Linked DNA regions of Macaca mulatta: region 1 is linked to region 2. Evidence: chromatin contacts called from public Hi-C data. All regions are on one chromosome and are shown on one strand. The core of a region is the stretch at or near the end of the contact, and the rest is flanking DNA. Distances in the headings are between cores, read along the strand shown.

Region 1 (6,152 bases), core at 2,177-4,676, 45 kb before region 2:
CATGACTCAGCCACTTCCACCCAGTCAGCCTGGTGGCATCTCCGCTCCCCTGCTCTAAATTCCGATTTGGTGAGACTGCTGGGGGCTGAGTCAGTCTCGGCACGGCACGAGAGCTGTGTCCCAAGGGGCTCCCTGCCAGACACACTGGCCTCCAATCCAGGCCAGGGCCAGGCACTGGGCTGGAGAGATGGAGGCGTGCGGGAGCCAGGCTCCGAGGCTACAGCAAGTCCCAGCAGAGCAGGGCGGCCTAGTGAGATCACATAAGTGAACATGCTTCGTGAGTTATGAAAACCTGTTTTCCTCGGTGGGCTCAGGGACCTCATTGCCTGAGGAAGGGACTGGGATGCAAGTCCTAGCTCTGCCCACCTCATCGCATGACACTGAGAAAACTCCTTTCCCTTCTTGGCTTCAATTACCTTGACCGCAGAATGGGGCCAACATCTCCTGAAGAGGTTGTGAGATTTAAATTTAATACATATGAAAGCGCTTTGCAAACTGTCCAGTGGGCCCTATGAAGGTCAGGATGGTAGAAGAGGACAGTATGAATGGCGGGGCTTCCAGAGAGACTACCTAGGGTTGCGCAGGTTTTTCACTGCACAAGGATGTCCAGCCTAGGGTGCCGAAATCCAGCCCATCCCATCCTCTGCTCCCCAAACCACGTACCCTGGCCTAGGACTGCCTGGGCTTGGTACCTTCCTCTAATATGCACAAATGTACCTTGAGGGCTAGCAGTGGCCCCTTAGACGTTCCTGGAGGGATCAACCCCTGGAATTATGGGAAATCTCTGAGAAACTGATTTGGGATGGAGGGGAAGTGGGGCTGGTTTTGCAGAGGTTCTTAGAGACAGGGCCTAGCCTCAGCAGTGAGGCACAACTTATTGCTAGGGGCAGCTATGGGGGCCTGGCCGGGTCAACGGGGTAGTCTCTCCTGGCCTTGCCTCTCCCTAGCAACCAAAGCAGGTAACCACCAAGACAGTATTTTAAAACCACTCAAGACACAGACCCAAGCCGGGTTTTATTGAAATGCCAGGAGCAGGCACATGTCAAAGTAGCCAAGGAAGGGGGGATGGTGGGACAGGCTGTGTGAGCTGGCAGGGATGCGCAGGCCTCATGTCCATGGTCCTGGCATCCCCTCTGCCAAAGGACAAGTAGGCACAACCACCCTCCCCCCAAAATGGCATGCTCAGGCCAGTGGGGCTCCTACCCCTAGACCATGAAGGCTCCAAGGAGAGGGGCTGGAAGTACTAAGTTTTCTCCCTTGTGAGGGGGAAGGAAAGAAGGGGAGATGCAGGAGGAAGGGGAGGTATAGCAGGGGATGAGCGTCCCAAGGAAGTCTCTCCTCTTAGGTGTCTGCACCCAACCCACGGTCCTGGGCAGTGGAGAGGAGCAGCATTACAAAGGGAGGCTGAAGGCTCATCCCTCAGACAACCGGATTCCCCCAGCCTGTGGGGCTTGCATCAGCCCTGAACAGAGGGCAGAAGTTCAAGGGGACTGAAGATGCAGGTAGTTCCCAAGTGACCTAGTAGTCCCCAGAGTTGGGGGGCTTGTCCTTCATGGGACAAGGAGGAAGACAGGAGGATCCATCCCCAGCATGGAGTGGGGAGAGGGCAGTCTCCCCAGTTTGGCCCCTCTAGGTCAGTTCCACGTTGTTGGCACGGTCAAGCACTCGGGAGCCACGGGCACTGCCCCCAAGCTGGAAACGACTCTCATAGAGAGTGGGGCAGAGGTGCCAGCGGTTGGCCCGGTAGATGCCCAGGTAGGTGTAGACATCAGGCTTGTAGGTGAGCAGGCACTTAATACCTGCTGCACGGATGGCTGAATCTGCCTCCAGTACACCCAAGCGGTCCGTGAAGTCGTCCGTGTAAACACAGATGACCTGGCGCCCACCCTCCTTGGCCCGTGGGCTCACCTTGGCCACCTGAAGCCGGCCTTCAACCACAGCCCGGGCAATGCCAGCCCAGGCATGGTCCAGCTTAAAGCCTGGTGCCAGATGCATAAGCCACTTGCCTGAGAGCACGTGGTGGGTGATGGCGAGCTGGCGCAGGGTGCCCGGTGTGATGGGCCGCCCACTGGTCTGCAGAGCTTCCCAGGCTGCCTGCAGGCCCTGCACATCCCCGGAGTTGGGGCTGTAGCCCTGCCCATACACTGCAATCCAGCCCACAGGCTCTGAGTTGGGTGAACCGGGGTCCCCATAGCGGGTAACTTGGGATGGTGGGTACTTGGCCAGCCAGGCATCCAGCTCAGTGGCAGGTGTCGTGTGGGCATCAAACACTAGCCAGGGGTCCATGTCAGCTGCCATAGCCTCTGCAGCCAGGTGCTCAGCAGTGAAGCCATCCTCACGGCCACCTGGAGAGTCCTCCTCTTCCAGCTCCTCACCTGGTTCCATCCTGCTGTGAGGGAACCGAGTCAGGGCAGGGTCTGAGACAATAACTACAGGTGCCAGGCACTGGATTAAACTGTGGCCTTGGGTAAGAGTTATTGTCGATGCGCCTCAGTTGCCTCATCTTTACAATGGGATAACAACTGTTCCTGTCCTGTAGATCCGCTGTGAAAATTAGATGCCTGAGGAGTGAGCGCTCCAGAAGGGTTGCTGCAGTTATTACTATTCTCCTTGACTTACAGACAAGGAAACTGAGGCTCAGAGAGAAAGGACTTGCCCAAGGTCACCTGTAGTGCGTGGCAGGGCCAAAGGGTGAATCCAGGCGTGGGAGCAACCGGCCCCAGCTACACCTCCCGGCCCTGACAAGGCCCCCTTTTCCTGGCAGGTATCCGGAGCGCTGGCATTTAATAGAGGAAGGCAAAGAAGCGCACGTTCGCGCAGCTCCCAAGGCCGGCTCTGTAGGGCCAGGCCTCCCGAGAAGGCGTTATCGGGCCCACTTAAAGACGAGGACACTGAGGTCCAGAAAGGGCACAGGCCGTTCCGAAGCCAATGGGGCGGTGCCCGGAGTCGAACCTGGGCTTGCTAGAGCCTGCAGGAGCGCCAGGCTCCGGCCGTGCCGCGCCCGCCGCCATTAACGCCCACGGCCCGAGCGGTGCTCCCGCCCCGGCCCTGCCCTGCCCCTCCCGCCGCCCGCAGTCACCTCCGGCCTTCGCTGCGTTCGACGCCGGCCCAGCCCCGGGCCCGGTTCCGCTCCTGCCGGGGCTCCGTGCCACCGCCGCCGCGCCCCACCCCCGCCACGGCCGCCGCCGCCGCCGCCGCCATCTTAGCGCCGTGCCACCTCAACAACAACTTTATAGACAAGCGCAGCCACGGGGCGGAGCCGCCAGCCTCAGCGGCCGCAGCGGCCGCGCTGTGGGGCGGGGCCGGCAGGGGAAGGGGCGGGGCCGACGGGGAGGTGCTGACTCGGGGGGCGGGGCCATCGCGGGAACCCCGGGAGGGGCGGGCCGTGGGGGGCGGGGCCAACGTTCGCTCTTCTGGTCTTGGGGGCGGGCGGGAGCAGCGGTACAGACCGGGGAGGGATGCGCACGGCCCGGGAGGCTCCAAGAGGAGGGCACTAGGGCCCTGTGAGCGGCGTCTTAACCGGCGGCGCTAGGACTCCACGGGAAGCGGCGGGGGCGGAGCGGGCGGCACCAGGACCCGGGGGAACCGAGGCGGGCGGGCAGCGAGCAGGCCCGGGAGCCGGGAGGCTGCGGGCGGCGGCGCTGGACCCGACGCGGCGAGAGAGGCCCCGAGATGCCGAGCAAGAAGAAGAAGTACAACGCGCGGTTCCCGCCGGTGAGCACATGGCAGAGCCCGGCAGGGAGTGGGCCCGGCTCCCGGGAGGCTTGGGCCCAGTTCCCTCTGGAAAGGCAGGCGCGCCGCGGTGTTCGGGGGCCTGGACGCCCCGCCTCCTCCGTGCCCTCCCCGCGTCCGCGTCCTCCGCCCCCTTTCTCCGGGGATGCCCCTTCCTCCCCCGGCACCCCTTTAGGGGACGGAGGCGACGGGGTCTGAACTCTGCTCCCCCACCCGAAGGCGCGGATCAAGAAGATCATGCAGACGGACGAAGAGATTGGGAAGGTGGCGGCGGCGGTGCCTGTCATCATCTGTATCCTGCCGGGGGCGGGCCGGGTCGAGGGGCGTCGGGGAGGGAGGCAGCGGGTCGCCCTCCCCCGCCCTGGCGTTCTCCTTGACGCCCCTCAGCCCGGGCGCTTGAGCTCTTCCTAGAGTCGCTGTTGAAGAAGGCCTGCCAGGTGACCCAGTCCCGGAACGCCAAGACCATGACCACATCCCACCTGTGAGCGGCGAGGAGCAGGGAGGGGCCGGCGGGGCTGGCGCGGGGAGTTCACACACTGAGGGAGGCAGAGCTTGGATGGCGAGGGAGGTGGGCGGCGGCCGGGACACCAGCAAGGCCACAGACTGGCAGAGGAGGGGCTGGGCGTCCAGGCAGAGGGAGCCACTTAAGTAAAGGAGTGCAGGCCCGGGGGCGGAGATCAGCCCGAGCTCCAGTCTGACATCCGGAGCCCCTTGCTGCCACCCACTGAGGGTTTGGGTGTCTGGGCCCGTCTTGAGTGCCAGCCCCTCCTCACCTCTTCCAGGAAGCAGTGCATCGAGCTGGAGCAGCAGTTTGACTTCTTGAAGGACTTGGTGGCATCTGTTCCCGACATGCAGGGGGACGGGGAGGACAACCACATGGATGGGGACAAGGGCGCCCGCAGGTGGGGCCAGGGCCTGGCATACAGTGGGGAAGGCCAAGGCCACAGGGCTTGGGGGTGGCCAAGGAGTAGGGAGACCTCCGGGCAGATGGACTGTACCTTCCCAAAGGGGCCGGAAACCAGGCAGCGGCGGCCGGAAGAACGGTGGAATGGGAACGAAAAGCAAGGACAAGAAGCTGTCCGGGACAGACTCAGAGCAGGAGGTGAGTGAGGCCCCAGCTCTTCGCCCTGCCCTTGATGATGGGACAGACAGCCTCGCCCCAAGCTGAACTGGCAGGAGGCCAGCGCTCATCCTTTTCTGCGACCTCTTTGCACCCGGTTTATTTGTAAACTGGGGCTGTGAGGGTCTACTGCTGTCCCTGCCACTCCCAGTGATGGGCTCGTGTCTTTTCTTGTCAACTCTGACCTCTGTGGTGCTCACAGGATGAATCTGAGGACACAGATACTGATGGGGAAGAGGAGACATCACAACCCCCACCCCAGGCCAGCCACCCCCCTGCCCACTTTCAGAGGTGAGCAGCCCAGGGGCATGGAAGGGTGCTGGCAGACTCCCTAGAGCCAGTTTACCCTTCCTGGTCTCCCTGGCCCCTTGGTCTTGTTGATTGTGGCATATTTGGGGGGTGGGAGGAGAATAACTGAGGAGACTGAGGAGGGCTCGAAGGCAGGAGACTGTTCTCCTGAAAGATCCTGCTCCACCCTGCCAGGGCCCGTGGGTGGGCCCTGGGCCTGCCCTGCATGAGCTGCCCTGGGCCTTGGCCCCATGGATCTGGAGGGTGGTGGTGGGAGGGTCAGGTGAGGGAGGGAGGGGCTTGGCAGCTGCCCCCGTGGAGGGCATGGTGGGGCTTAGGCCTGACTCCCCACTGCCTTCTGCTCTGCAGCCCCCCGACGCCCTTCCTGCCCTTCGCCTCTACTCTGCCTTTGCCCCCAGCGCCCCCGGGCCCCTCAGCACCTGATGAAGAGGACGAAGAGGATTATGACTCCTAGCGCCTTCTGCCCCCCAGGCCATAGCCCCTTTTAGTTGGTTTTAGTTGCTCTGGGGGGAAGATAGAAGGTAGAGCTGTTCTTAAATTTATTAAAAAAAATAATAAAAGGGAATCTCAGTGTCTGTTCCAGGCTCTGTGCAGGACATCATGGTTGCCATCCCATCCACCCACCTGCCTTCCCCACATGAAACTGGGAGCTGGGGCCGGGCGCGGTGGCTCACTCCTGTAATGCCAACACTTTGGGAGGCTGAGGTGGGCGTATCCCCTGAGGTCAAGAGTTCAAGACCAGCTTGGCCAACATGGTGAAACCCCGTCTCTACAAAAAATAGAAAAATTAGCTGGGCGTGGTGGTGTGCTCCTGTAATCCCAGCTGCTAGGGAGGCTGAGGCAGGAGAGTCGCTTGAACCTGGGAGGTGGAGGTTGCAGTGAGCTGAGATCACACCACCGCACTCCAACCTGGGTGATGGAGTGAGACTCCATCTCAAAAAAAAAACTGGGAGCTGGGGCCGTGTCAATGGCAGGTGAGGTGCAGTGAGGG
Region 2 (6,902 bases), core at 1,055-3,554:
CTCAACGAGGAAACTAAGGACCTGAGGGGCAGGGCCATGTTTAAGGACACAGGAGCGAACAAGCAGCAGAGCCAGTCTGGGACTCTGCAACCACATGAGCAGCCACACACCAAGCTCTCATTAGGGGCTGGCACCACCACGCTGGTCACCCCATGTCTTAGAATAACCTGGTACAGAGCAGGGATTATGAGGCCCACTTGGCAATAAGGAAAGTGAGACTCGAGAAGAGTCACTTTGCTCAGGATCACACAGCAAGCCAGTACAGGAGCAGGGTTTGAAGCCACATTGTCAGTGGTTTCCTTGGGCATGGGGGTGAGAACTGCAGAGCCAGGGGCCTCTATCTGTGTCTTGAAGGAGCCACAGGTCAATGGGGGTGAGAATGGAGCACTCTCCTCAGAGGCCCCCAAGGACAGAACCCACCGGCAGCCAGCCTGACAGGCACTACAAGCCCAGCCTGGACCCGGAGTGCAGTTTCTGAGATAAAATTAAAGGCTTTATGGTAAACACAGTGTGGGATTTCTGCTGGTGGGGGTGGTGGAGGCTACGGGTTGGAAGTGGGAGGTGGCAGGTGGGCGGGCAGCTCTGTCCCCGCACTCCCTCCCCTCCAGGAGCTCTGGCTCTTTTGGTTCCCTCCACCCAGCACACACAGCCCCTTCTCTGCTCCTGAGGAGTGGGGACATCTCAAAGAGCAAGAGCTGTAACTTCTCCACCCCATCTTCAATGTATATGTTGGGTCCTATAAATTCAAGCGTCAATAAGACGGAATGACTCCTGCCTCTGAGGATGCCCAGTGAGTGGGAGAGGGCGTGGGCCCTTAAACGGGTGCATACATATCCCAACCCACGCTCACATCCCAACACACGCTTATATCCTAACACATACTCATATCCCAACACACGCTCACATCCTAACACATGTTGAGTTGTGCAAGGCAGGGAGCCACAGACTGAGCAACCCTTGGGTGAGGGGAGGGGTTTCAGGACCGATTGGGATTGTGCGCACTGGGCTTTTTTTTTTTTTTTTTTTTTTTTTTTGAGACGGAGTCTCGCTCTGCTGCCCAGGCTGGAGTGCAGTGGCGTGATCTCGGCTCACTGCAAGCTCCGCCTCCCGGGTTCACACCATTCTCCTGCCTCAGCCTCCTGAGTACCTGGGACTACAGGCGCGCGCCACCACACCCAGCTAATTTTTGTATTTTTAGTAGAGACGGGGTTTTACCATATTGGCCAGGATGGTCTCGATCTCTTGACCTTGTGATTCGCCTGCCTCGGCCTCCCAAAGTGCTAGGATTACAGGCGTGAGCCACCGCGCCCGGCCTGCACTGGGGTTTTAAGTCCCAGTAGTTTTTTTTAGGGCTCCTCTCCTCAAGAAAAAAACTCATACACACAGATGTGCCACATTTTGCATTCAATTTCAGGGGTTCCAAGGATACACTGACGCTCATGTGGCGCTCCTTCAGTCTTAACAGTTCACGGGGCGCGGGTTTAAAAAATCCAATCCAGGGCTGGGCGCAGGGGCGCATGCCTGTAATCTCAGCATTTCGGGAGGCCAAGGCGGGTGGATAGCCTGGCTTCAGGAGTTCGAGACACCCCCCGCCCATCTACAAAAAAATACAAAAATTAAAGGGGCGTGGTAGCGTTCATTCGTAGTAGTCCCAGCTAGTGGGAAGGCTGAGGGGGTAGGATCACTTGAGCGCGGGAGGTCGAGGCTGCAGTGCGCCGTGATCGCGCCACTGCACTCCAGCCTGAGCAACAGAGTGAGATCCTATCTCAAGGGAAAAAAACAAAACAAAAAAACCAGGGAACGTGGGAAGGAAGCGTTCCCTAACGATACTAGTTATAGCGGGTCGGAAACTGGGCTATGGAATTTGAGATAACGGGAAAACAACACCCGTTGAAGCCACGACCCTAGGAGTCCACTAAGCGAGCGCCCATTGTAGGAGGGAGGTGTCTACGGAAAGGCCGTGAGGTAGTGAACACCCCGTTGTCGGTGAAGTGCAAGCGCAGGGATGCCGGGGAGGAACTTCCAGCCACGAAGACACTGGCTTAATGCCCTCTAAGTCCTTCCAGTTCTGGGATCCCATCTCCGGGTTAATTCCGCTTCCCTTGAGTAGCGAATGCACAACGGGACCACTGGCTCAAAGAACCCACCCGACCCGCGACGGCGCGAATGTGCAGTGGAGCAGTGATCCCGGTCTTCCCATGAGCCTCTGGGGCCGGCTCCAGGGCGAGCGACGGAAGCAGCCGCTCTTAGTTTCCGGCAACACGACAGCGGCTGCCGAGCGACCCGGAAGTATTCCCATTTTGCGTTGTCTGGGCTCGGCGGTAGCCGGGCTTGGAGTGGACGTGCCACTATGGGGTCGTCCAAGAAGCACCGCGGAGAGAAGGAGGCGACCGGGACGACGGCGGCGGCCGGCACCGGGGGCGCCACCGAGCAGCCGCCGCGGCACCGGGAACACAAAAAACACAAGCACCGGAGTGGCGGCAGTGGCGGTAGCGGTGGCGAACGACGGAAGCGGAGCCGGGAACGTGGGGGCGAGCGCGGGAGCGGGCGGCGCGGGGCCGAAGCTGAGGCCCGGAGCAGCACGCACGGGCGGGAGCGCAGCCAGGCAGAGCCCTCGGAGCGGCGTGTGAAGCGGGAGAAACGCGATGACGGCTATGAGGCCGGTGAGGAGGCGGGGCCTGCGCAGGGGGCGGGTCGGGCAGGGGTCCCAGAACGTGCGGGTCTGGGTGTGCGCACAGTGTCAGCAAAGCTCTCCGGATCGGGAAACCCCCAGACTGTCTATATCAACTCTTATTAAATAGTCTTTCTACGGGATCCCATGAGCCCAGGAGTTAGAGGCTGCAGTGTGCTGCGATCCCGCCAGTGCACTGCAGCCTGGGCAACAAAGCGAGACTCTGTCTCAAAAAAGCTTTTCTACGATTGTTTGGGATTAGAGGTAGACTGTCTCCACCTGGCTCCTTGAGGATAGAGAGCTTCCGTTTTTCTCAGTTGTCTGGTACAGTCACAGATTCTCAATAAATGTGTTGAATGAATGAATGAAGTAGTGTCAGCATATGCAGAGACAAGAAAAACCTGGTATTTGACGAATCGTATTGGACGAATCGTGTAGGGCTCCTGGTAGAGAAATGAAGGAGTAAGATAGGCAGGGATGTGAACGCAAAGGATCCTGTACTGTAGGCTCTGTTAAGAAATGTAGATTGTCTTGACAAGGTAGTAGGGAGCCTTGGCTGTGAGTTGAGGAGTGAGTTGCTCAGATCCGTATTTTGTAAACATTACTGGATTGAGAACTTAGTCAAAGGTAGTCAGGATTGGAGACCAGGAAATCAGGAGGGCTACAGACCAGGTGAGGGCTGATGGTGGCCTGCACCAAGGCAGCAGCAGTGGAGTGGAGAGAAGTGGACAGGTTGGAGAGGTGTTTTAGAGGAGGAATGAACAGAACTCAGTACTTGTATGAGGGTGGGAAGGAGAAGGAATTGAGGATGACTCCTTGAATTTTGGCTTGAGCAGCCAGATAGGTAGTGGGTGTCATTTCTACTGAAATTGAGGAGTAGGGAAGAGAAGGAGATTTGGAGCAGGGTGGGGGAAGATAATTCACTTTTGGGGTTGTCAAGGTTTATGTGCATAGGGAAATCCAGAGTTTGGACTGGATAAAGCCATTGGGAGTCAGTATCTGGGTGGCCAGTGAAGCCCGCGAAAGAATGCGACATGAGAAGCCGGGGTCAGGAATAGAACCTGAGAAATGCCCTTATGTTAGTAGTAGGCAGAGAAAGATGTTACCAAAAAAAGGAGATAGAGTAACCAAAGAGGCAGGAAAACCTTTGTGTCATGGGAACTTTGGAAATAGAGTATTGTTAGAAGGAGGGAGTGATCAGCAGTCCCATATACCACAGGAGATCAAGGAAAACCAGAACTGAAAAGAACCCGTTAGATTAGAAATGAAGGAGACTGGTGACTTTGGGGAGCCTGGAGAGATTGGGATCCAGGGCCCAGGTGGAGAGTGGAGCCTTTAAGATACAGGATGGGAATGCAGGAAAGGAAGAGGTGTTTTTTTTTTTTTTTTGAGACAAAGTCTTGCTCCATCTCTTTAAGAGACCTTGTCTCTTAAAAAAAAAAAATGAAAGAAAAAAGGAGAGGGCAGAATGGTGACTGTAGCAGTTTGGATCTCTTGGGTCAGGATAGGAAGGTGCGCAGAAGAGGCAGGGCTCTGAGACTGGACTCGGGCAGAGGAGCTGCTGGGGAGCTTGGGTGGAAGAAGCTGCTGTTTTCTGGTGTTTCATCAGGCCCAGGTGCTGGTGAGGGGCCCTCATCTTTGATCCTGCAGTTGGAGGCACTGATGCTGGCTTGTTGGCCCTATGTTCAGCTCCTGAGCCATGCTTCTTCTTCTTCCAGCTGCCAGCTCCAAAACTAGCTCAGGCGATGCCTCCTCACTCAGCATTGAGGAGACCAAGTGAGTACTGTCTCCCTTGTTTCCACTTTGTTTTTCTAAGATAGGTGGCTCTGGGGCCAGCCCTGGGGAGGCTTTCTCACATGAAAGTGTGCTAATTGGAGTTGGAAAGGTTGTATAGATCATTTTAGCCAACAGTAGAGTTATAGAAGAGGAAACTAATACCTAAGAGTAAAGTGGCATTCACCGGTTAGATGCAGACCAGGCTGGCGCCCATGTTTCCTGCTTTGGAGGCCAGGGCCCTTCCCAGTGTCCTAGGCTTCCTGGGGCAGACCGTGTGTTTGGGACCGCTCACTCCCACCCTGTTTCTTCTCCTGTCTGTTTGGAAATGCACATGGCACCCTGTGTCTTTGATAGCCCGTAACACTTGTATCCTTTGATAGCCCCTAACACTTGTATCTCTTGTTCTCAGTAAACTCCGGGCAAAGTTGGGGCTGAAACCCTTGGAGGTCAATGCCATCAAGAAGGGTGAGCATGGGGCTGAGGATGGGGTTTGGGGGAGAGGGCCATCTGAAGGGGTCTTTGAAGAAGGTGGGATTAGAGGGCAGGTTCAGCACGGTTTAGTGGTCTTACACATGCATATTTGCCGGAAGGCACGAGGTCCCTTCTTGCTGTTCTAATGTGGACCTGGGGCTCTGCTTGTTTTCTGAGTTAGAGCCGTGGCCTTCGCATACTCACTCTGGCTGTGAGGTGTTGTTAGATGGACTGGAAGATGTGCACGCTTGCTGCAAACTGGGCTGTGCGGGGGTGGGTCTGTTGTTTTTCTTTAAAGCACAATTTGAGGAGCTTTGGAAGCCACAGAGGGTCCTGTCGTGCTGCATGGGTTGGCCAGGAGTGTGGGGACGAAGTGGGAGCAGGGAGGTGAAGGATTGTTCCTTCCTGTCCTGACCCCTTCTGGCCCCCTGAGCTGGAAGGGGGCAGGGTGAGTGGCTCCCTCCTCTCCCCACCAGCCATGGGCGGGCATAGCCTCACGTCTGGGCCCCCCTTCCAGAGGCGGGCACCAAGGAGGAGCCCGTGACAGCCGATGTCATCAATCCTATGGCCTTGCGACAGCGAGAGGAGCTGCGGGAGAAGCTGGCGGCTGCCAAGGAGAAGCGCCTGCTGAACCAAAAGCTGGGGTGAGGGGTCCTGGCCAGGGCAGGCAAGGGAAGGGCTGGGGAGGCCACCATCCTTGGCTGCCTTTTGAGTGGGGTTGGGAGCAGGAGCTGGGCTCCTGGAGCATCACTTTCTCCCCTCTTCAGGAAGATAAAGACCCTAGGAGAGGATGATCCCTGGCTGGACGACACTGCAGCCTGGATCGAGAGGAGCCGGCAGCTGCAGAAGGAGAAAGACCTGGCAGAGAAGAGGGTGAGCACCTGGGCAGCATGGGGTGGTTGCCCAGTGCTTTTGCTGGCCTGACTGGGCATTGAGGCAGGGGGTGGACCCCAGAGAGTTGAGACGGGGTTCGGAGAGGGGATGGGCTGTGGTTGGTAGCATCCGCTTTGGATTCTCAGCAACTTTCCTGCAAGGCCTGCTCTTTTTGCACTCCGCTTGGTAGAGCCCTGAGTGTTTTCTGGTGGTGCTGAGTGGCCTGAGGTCCTAGGTCACCCCTCCCTGTCCCATAGGCAAAGTTACTGGAGGAGATGGACCAAGAGTTTGGTGTCAGCACTCTGGTAGAGGAGGAGTTCGGGCAGAGACGGCAGGTGAGGCTGCAGCAGCCGGGGTGGGTGGTGCAGGGCACACTGGCGGCCTTGATGCTGGAATCCCAAGGTTGGGCGCATGGAGGGAGGTTCTTTACTCGCCTGATTCTTCTGTTAGGACCTGTACAGTGCCCGGGACCTGCAGGGCCTCACCGTGGAGCATGCCATTGATTCCTTCCGAGAAGGGGAGACCATGATCCTCACCCTTAAGGACAAAGGTGACGCGAGCTGGGTGCCTTGGGTCGGGGCACAGCCTCTGCTGAGTTGTGGACAAGTGTGAATGGCCACTGCTCTGTGCTGCCCGCAGGCGTGCTGCAGGAGGAGGAGGACGTGCTGGTGAACGTGAACCTGGTGGATAAGGAGCGGGCAGAGAAGAATGTGGAGCTGCGGAAGAAGAAGCCCGACTACCTGCCTTATGCCGAGGACGAGAGTGTGGACGACCTGGCGCAGGCACGGCCCAAGCAGGCTGGGCGGCGGGGGCTGGGGTGGAGAATGTCGGGAATAGGGGCTCTGAGGAGGTGGTGGCTCAGTGGCTTTTCAGGAGCCACCCTGGGTCCCAACCTGTACCTCTTACCTTGTAGCAAAAACCTCGCTCTATCCTGTCCAAGTACGACGAAGAGCTTGAGGGGGAGCAGCCGCATTCCTTCCGCTTGGAGCAGGGGGGCATGGCCGATGGCCTGCGGGAACGGGAGTTGGAGGAGATCCGGGCCAAGCTGCGGCTGCAGGCTCAGTCCCTGAGCACGGTGGGGCCCCGGCTGGCCTCCGAGTACCTCACACCC

What was found. Hi-C and Micro-C count contacts between places; a contact is called where the count stands out from the background.
Region 1: a Hi-C map of liver shows a contact between it and region 2, with 2.2 times the contacts expected there. The contact joins the promoter of DRAP1 here to the promoter of SART1 in region 2. A contact is called at or near these places in 3 of 14 Hi-C or Micro-C datasets (cortical neurons, fetal cortex germinal zone and liver).

Annotation. Positions count from the first base shown.
Region 1 is chr14:8,500,513-8,506,664 of T2T-MMU8v2.0, reverse strand. It overlaps DRAP1 (DR1 associated protein 1), which reads left to right and starts at 3,426. Exons shown (of 7, transcript NM_001194542.1): 1 at 3,426-3,714; 2 at 3,952-4,024; 3 at 4,120-4,213; 4 at 4,515-4,634; 5 at 4,741-4,834; 6 at 5,055-5,143; 7 at 5,510-5,757. The coding sequence starts at 3,673. The coding sequence ends at 5,615. It overlaps C14H11orf68 (chromosome 14 C11orf68 homolog), which reads right to left and starts at 3,226. Exons shown (of 2, transcript XM_015113663.3): 1 at 3,080-3,226; 2 at 978-2,389. The coding sequence starts at 3,201. The coding sequence ends at 1,630.
Region 2 is chr14:8,453,886-8,460,787 of T2T-MMU8v2.0, reverse strand. It overlaps SART1 (spliceosome associated factor 1, recruiter of U4/U6.U5 tri-snRNP), which reads left to right and starts at 2,304. Exons shown (of 20, transcript XM_015113661.3): 1 at 2,304-2,663; 2 at 4,390-4,447; 3 at 4,857-4,912; 4 at 5,436-5,562; 5 at 5,686-5,791; 6 at 6,049-6,126; 7 at 6,242-6,341; 8 at 6,431-6,573; 9 at 6,705-6,902. The coding sequence starts at 2,351. It overlaps TSGA10IP (testis specific 10 interacting protein), which reads left to right. Exons shown (of 7, transcript XM_077962379.1): 7 at 355-504. The coding sequence ends at 478.